Linked DNA regions of Rattus norvegicus: region 1 is linked to region 2. Evidence: chromatin contacts called from public Hi-C data. All regions are on one chromosome and are shown on one strand. Each heading gives the region's core, a stretch centred on a gene start, on an enhancer-like site or on the middle of the called end of the contact. The rest is flanking DNA. Distances are from core to core; before and after follow the strand shown.

Region 1 (3,458 bases), core at 843-3,342, 180 kb before region 2:
TTGTTCAGTATTTAATATAAATATAATTCACCTTAGGTGCTGTAATATGCCTCTTTAGTTAGTTTAAAATTTCAATGATTAAAATTTAAAGTTAAAATCACAATGTTAAAAACCTCCTGTTTACATTGTGGCCCCAATGATGTAGTCAGTGATCTGTGCTAACAGGCTGTATTGATTCTCTGTGCTTTCATCCCGTTTTGTTATTCTGTCCTTAGAAGAGGGACATGGTAAAGGGTGGCAAGTGACAGGACCTGGAGTGCACAGGGCATCTCTGACTGAAAAGGTGTCCAGGAGAATTTGACTTTCAGCCCCAAGGGCGTAAGTGACTCCTGGCAAACAGGAGCGGCCAGGGAAGGTAAGGGTTCTGACCCAGGTCACCACTCCCAGACTTTTATTAAAATAATTAGTGAGGAGCAAGCCAGGTAGGACTCTGGTCCTAGTGATAGGCACTGCAGGGACAGGTTCCTTTTCTGAGTCCGTCTGCTACTCTCCTCCTTCAGTGTGGTACAGCTGATGAGATATATGATCATTTAAAAGAATTATAAAAGTCTTCTGGAGCATATCCCCAGAGATGTCCAATCGTATTCTAGAGCCGTGGTAGCTGTAAGAGTCTCTTCCCTGACAGTGACCGTTGTACCTTGCTTAAAGGACAACCAAGCTGCCTTTGTCAACACCCCTAGTACATGTTTCTATCATAGTTGGCCTCTGTCCATGAGTCCAAGAGACAACCTTTGATGTATTTTCTTGAACCCTAAAGCAGGTCATTCTTGCTTTGGTGGACTGGCTTGTAAACTGAACAAAATTATATTCTGCATCCAGATTAACATGTCATTTAAGAGATGACCTCTTCCTTACCTCTAAACAAGTGAGGGCAATAAGAATCCCTCGGTGATCGTGTGACAGTTGGTCTGAGTCTGGTGCACAGACCATAAGTACACGTCTCCATGGTTATTTACAGAGTGCACCAGTGCCTGGAAGGTCCGTGTTCCCTGTGCTAGCCAGTCTAGCTAGCAAAGGTAACTGGTTGAATTCTCTCGTGACACCTTAGTTCAGTCCTTTATTTCATTCTACCTTAAGTGTAGTCATGCAGTCTGTTCTCTCTGTTACTTCTTGCACTGCTGGGTGCTGAGTTCCAGGCCCCCAACAACACAGGCTTTCACTCTTGCGCTGACCTCTACCTCCAAGCCTGAGTTTATGTAGAATCATCTGTGTGGTGACGTGGAGTGGGTTAGTTTATCGCTACATTGTATTTTATTGTGTGACTATAGGACAGTCAACTAAGTATCCAGTCATTGAGAGATCTCCGGACTGTTTTTTTTTCCCTAAGCATTTTCTTTGTCGTCTTAAGATAAGTTGCTCTGAATACTTTAACTTTTTTGGTATTATATCCCATATACATTTTGTTAGAGATTTCTTTATGATTGAAATTGCTAAGCCTATGGTTATGTTAGATACAGTTACAGTGGACATTGACCAGCAGTTTTCTAAAAAGGATTTTTCAGTTTATACACACACACACACACACACACACACACACACACACACACTCACACATATACACACTTTTATATACATATATACACATAATTTTTAAAAAAATTTATTTTTGTGTGCATTGGCATTTTGCTTGCATGCAAGTCTGTGATTCTTGGAACTTGAGTTACAGAGTTGCGAGCTGGTGTGTAGTAGGTTCTGGGAATTGAACCTGGGTTCTCTGCAAGCCCATTGAGGCATCTCACTAGCACTGTCAGTTTATAATTACACTGCCAGCGTGTGGGAATGTTCCATATTTTGGCCAGCTTTCATTATCCCTTATTATCTTGCGAGTGAGTAGTATGGTTCCTTGTAGCTTGATCTCGCATTTCCAGGGACAATTGAATTTCCGGTCCACAACTTAACAATGATTCCCAAGGTCATTTGGCGAAAATTCAAAGGATAATCATCAGGCCAAGAAAAAGCTCCAGGAGAAAAGTAATACAGCATTCTGAACCTTTCATTCATTCGAAAAATATTGCTCAAGCATGGTTCACCGCCAGTCAGCAGTCTGGGAATTTGAGGAAACAATAGCGAGGGAGAACACAGCCAAAAAATTCCTGTCTTGACAGGGCCCTCCCTGCAGTTAGTAGCAAGTAAGAGTCATTGTTGTCTTACAAGGACAGATAGGTCAACAAGATAGGGTGGTCTTGGACCGCCTCCCACTGGTCAGAACTGCTGGTCCATGAAACATTCTTGGTGCTATGCCCAGCCAGTTCCAGAGTACACTGTGGTCCCAGGAAGCCATTCCAACCTCTGAGAACTGAAGCTGCAGGTGGAGTCTGCTTCTCACTGTTTTCCCTGTTGACCATCTGATAATGTATTAGTGAAAACTCTGAGTCCTAAAGAGCAGGACGGGGAGGGTGGAAGACGTGGTTTGTGGGCCTGGAACAGCCAATAGATTGACTGGAAAAAGTCAGAATAGTCTCATGTCAGAACACACACAGAAGCAGAGCCCTGGTATTCTGGAGGCTAATGATAAATAGGGATATGGTCAAAAGTCAGGAGAGAAACTGGGTTGGTATTTGTGAAGAGAAGGGACTGGATTTCTAAGGTCAGAAAAGCAACGGGAGGATTTGCAAAGGAGGAAAAAAAAACCCTCTAGACTCAATTACATGAAAAATGTCAAACTGCAAAAGTATTTGAAACAAATGTGACCCTGGACAGGGCGAGAGCACGTTGTCGCGCTGCAGGTGGCAGAGTGATTGGTACAATCGTTTCTGGAGAACAGCATGATAATAAGCAATGACCGTCTGAAGGTCCCTGTCCTTTAACTCAACAATTTCTTCTTTCAGGGAGTCTGGTTTTTGAAAATAGGAATTGGGACAAATGTTATCTATAAGAATGGCTATCTTAGGTTTTCTTACAAAATAACCCAGACTGGAAATAATCTAAATGTGTACCAGCAGGAGAAAAGTTAAATTGTGTTCTGAGGTAAATTAATCACTATCATAGGGAAACCTCGGTATAACCAACCATGGGATTGCTATCATTAACAGTGACATGCCACTTCCATTTCAAGCTTGTTTGTCCTCATTTAGGGAAAGAAATAACAATGAATTCCTTCTTCTGAACGTCCCCTGCCAAGTGAAGGATAACATCGCTGGGCTGTCTCTTTTGTACTCTTATCTGTAAAAGACACTTAGAAGATGGTATCCTAGCATTTTGCCATGGCTTCCCTTAGGCAGTGCCCAGGACCAAGTCACTAGTGATGAAAGGAAACCTTCATTACATTCTTGAACTGGTCCTATAGTCAGTGAAATAGACGGTTAAAGAAAAGAATTAGAAAAGCAAAAACATGGACCAGCGGAGTGGCTCACCAAGTAAAGGTGCTTGCCAACGAAGTCACAGCCTGAGCTCCATCCCCCAACTCACATGGTGGGAAGGAGACAACCGACTTTCATAAGTGGTCCTCCGATTTCCAC
Region 2 (3,397 bases), core at 139-2,638:
ACGATGGGCATCTCACTCCTGCCCTCTGAGGATTTTCAAAGATACCTTCATTATGTAACTTTCTTTCCCCCACAGTCCTTGGAGGTAAAAGAAAAAAAAATGGCTGTGATGGAAATACATTTGCCTGGTGATAGCTACAGAAATATGTGCCATTAAAAGCACCCAGGCACAACACCACCTGAAGGAAATTTCCCTGTCCCCTCCCACAAAAAAAAAAACAAAAAAAACCCTAGTCTCCTGTTCTCCTCTATGTCCTCCAGCCTTAGGATCCTTAATTAAAAAGGCTGAATGACTTCCTGTCCCAAGCTCTTCAAAAGACTGGCTTTGCTTGACAGGTACCTTGTATCATGCACTCTTTACCTGCATATCTGTACCCAAACCAAAAACCAAGAAGTGATGCAGAGGCCATTTTTAGGACACATAATATTCATGAAACATGTTCCCTGTCAACAACACCAATCCTAAGGCTCTGAATTAGACCCTCAGTACTTCCCAGGGATTGAAAGAAAAGAAGCAAAGCAAATAAAATACACTTTAAAAGTAATCATTTTGTTATCAACTTTTTTCTTTTAAAGAAATAGGCATCTTTCACTCGTGAATGACTTTAAATGTGACATGTTAAAAATCCCATTTTAAAAACTGAGTTTTGCATACATGTTTCAACTTAGACACTACTGCCTTTGAGTTCAATATCGCAGACAAGGAATATTTCCTTAGCAAAAATCAAATGGATGGCAGATCTAAACAGAAAGTCGTGTAGAGAATCATATTTTATGGAGTCAAAACAGAAATGGTACGAATAGCCAGCGTCGACAGGGTAACCTCATTTCAATAATCCAATCTAAAAAAGACGGCACCCAGAAAATCTTACTTTTCCAAGTCTGCCAATAAAGCTATTTCAACGCTATGTGTCCTTCCCCTCAGGGAAAAGTGTGAACACAATTTGTGCTCTTGGGGGCGTGGGTGGGGTGGGGAAGGTGTGTGTGAACCAGAGTCAGTAACTGTCTAAGATCTGCTACAGTTTAGGAATGAAGTGAAATGGAGTTTTGGCCAATACATCTGCTAGTTCCCTTCCAAGTAGTTAAGAATTGGGGGCTGGGGGTGGGGGCGATGGACGCTGCCCAGAGGCTGTTGGAGGGTCTGTCCACAAAAGGCAGGTCTTTTTTTCCCCAGGAAGAATCAGACTGCAGAGTGGCCCGGGTGCCCCCTCCCAGCCCTGGGCCCGGGAGCCTGCTGCTCACCTCGGTGTCACTGTTGAGGTTCCAGAGGTCCAAGCGCCCCATCCCGTCCACGCAGGCAAAGAGCGCGGGATGCACGGGGGACCACATGACATCGTACACATAGTCTGCATTGTCTTCAAAGGAGTAGAGCGGCTTGTTGTGCTGTAAAGCAGAGAGACCGTGAAGACTTAGTGGCGCTGCCGCCGCCTCGGGCTGTCTAGAGAGCCTAATTAAAAACTTTGCACATTCACCAAGTGTCATAAAACTTCCCGAGATGAAAGTCCTCGAGAAGGTGAACCGGAGCTTTAATGTGACTACAACTGTCCAGTGGCATAAATAAATCCCCGGGGGTGGGGGTGACTCTGAATGGGCCGGGGCCGGGACCCGCGGAGCGAGGCGGTTTCAGACACAGTTGTAAGCGACATTCCAGACAGGTGGACGCGACTGCCATTAGCTCGGAATTCTTGCCAGGCCAAGCTGTGCAGGTCGCTGGGAGCCTGAACCCAGGAGTGGGCTGAGGGGCTTGGACCCGCTGGGATGCTCCGAAGCCCGGGCGGTCCCTGGCAACCCTGACTCTGCACCGAAGGCAACGTCTGCCACCTCGTGGTCCTCCCTTGTCGCTGCAGCAACGGTGGCTTCTTCTAGTCAAACTGCAGGCCAAATTCATATTTTAACTCTTTCTTTGCGGCGAAGGAAACGGGACAAATACCTTTAAAGTCGGGTCTCAGCTCTTACAAGAAAGTGGAAATCTATCTAGTTAAGACCGTAGCCTCCATATTATGGGGTGGGGTTAGTTCGCCCGAACCAAGTGGAGCAATGTAGCTCATTCTAGAACCTCTGAACTTACACATAAAATATGACATCCTTTCTAAATCACCAAGGATTTCCAAGACCCCTAAAGTTGATGTTCTGAGGGGAAACACTGAACATTCTTCCACTGCATACAAATGCCTCCACTCCAGAGGGATATAATAAATTAAAATGGCACACTTGATTTCCAGCGAATATTGTCACATCAAAATAGCACAGAAGTCAGAGGCAAGTTTGAAAGTACACCAGAAATAAAACGTAATTGGACTTTATGAATTATTCATTCCATCTGGCTTGTCTTATTCTAATTTCTGCATAATGGCTTTACTAATCCCTGATCAATTAATGTAAAATGAAATTTAAATGATAATGAAAGCCCCAGAGATAAAAGAAATTAACTATTCTTATATCCTCTGACAGAAATCTAAACAATGGGAATTTTTGTCTTCTTCCTCTAGTCAGCTGTCTGAACTCTCTTCTCCGGCTCTGTGGAATGCCGACACAGGCCAGGGTGGTAAGATCAAGAAAAGATAACATACAATATAACAATCAAATCCTTTCTGCCTTGGATATTCAGAGAACACATCTGTAGGGAATCGGCTCCAAATATCAGCAAGAACTGCCAATGTGTGGGGCTTGTGAATGAGAGATGCCCAAAGTACATGCGCTGAAATGGGAATGAGGAAAATCACTGTAAACCCACAGGTCTTTAACTGAAACAGAGTGCAACGACTTATTATGGGAGTCACTATAATTGACTTATTCCCATTATTTGCATTTCCTGGACATTTAAAAGTCCCTGGTTTGATGCAAACGAAGTTTAGTTACATTAACACAACACAGATGGTAGATGGACCAATGGGTGTGAATGTGTATATGAGTGTGTGAGTGTGTGTGTGTGTGTGTGTGTGTGTGTGTGTGTGTGAGATAGATGTGTCATATTTTAACCTCAAAAGTATCTGTGAGAGTGTAATTTGAAAAGGAATACTTGTCATTGAAACACCAAAAAGGAACAAACTAGACATTTGTCTTATAGTGGTATGATATTATTATTCTATAATCTTATACAAATAATTTTTAAATATGTCTGTAATATGATTAGAAACCAGAATTTTTGTTTATTGGCTACTGCTTATGCCTTCTTCTCATTGTTTATGTTAGATAACTCAAATTTTTACTAGAAAACCCAAGTAGCAAATTATTATCTGATAGCATGATTGTGTATCATTTTCCTGGTTTATTAAAAAGAAAGTATGAAGTAGCAGATCCTTCTCTGACCATTGTGTATATTACAATCTTACTCTTTGTAAAAAAGTTATCACCGGAGACTCTAGATTTCATAGCTAACTAGCCAGTAATAGTTAGAG

The links. Hi-C and Micro-C count contacts between places; a contact is called where the count stands out from the background.
Region 1: a Hi-C map of Schwann cells shows a contact between it and region 2, with 3 times the contacts expected there. The contact joins two enhancer-like sites. A contact is called at or near these places in 2 of 12 Hi-C or Micro-C datasets (the A7r5 cell line and Schwann cells).

Annotation. Positions count from the first base shown.
Region 1 is chr4:35,292,200-35,295,657 of GRCr8, reverse strand. All of the region lies in intron 2 of Slc25a13 (solute carrier family 25 member 13), which reads left to right. Among named protein-coding and RNA genes, the nearest start is that of Rpl31l14, 25 kb to the right of the region's middle. Within about 2 kb of position 2,092, at least 26 of the 93 cell types and tissues checked have an H3K27ac peak or open chromatin away from gene starts, as enhancers often do. A contact at or near this core is called in Schwann cells, where this site is marked.
Region 2 is chr4:35,108,847-35,112,243 of GRCr8, reverse strand. It overlaps Dync1i1 (dynein cytoplasmic 1 intermediate chain 1), which reads right to left. Exons shown (of 17, transcript NM_019234.2): 15 at 1,242-1,382. Among named protein-coding and RNA genes, the nearest start is that of Rpl31l14, 160 kb to the left of the region's middle. Within about 2 kb of position 1,388, at least 7 of the 93 cell types and tissues checked have an H3K27ac peak or open chromatin away from gene starts, as enhancers often do. A contact at or near this core is called in Schwann cells, where this site is marked.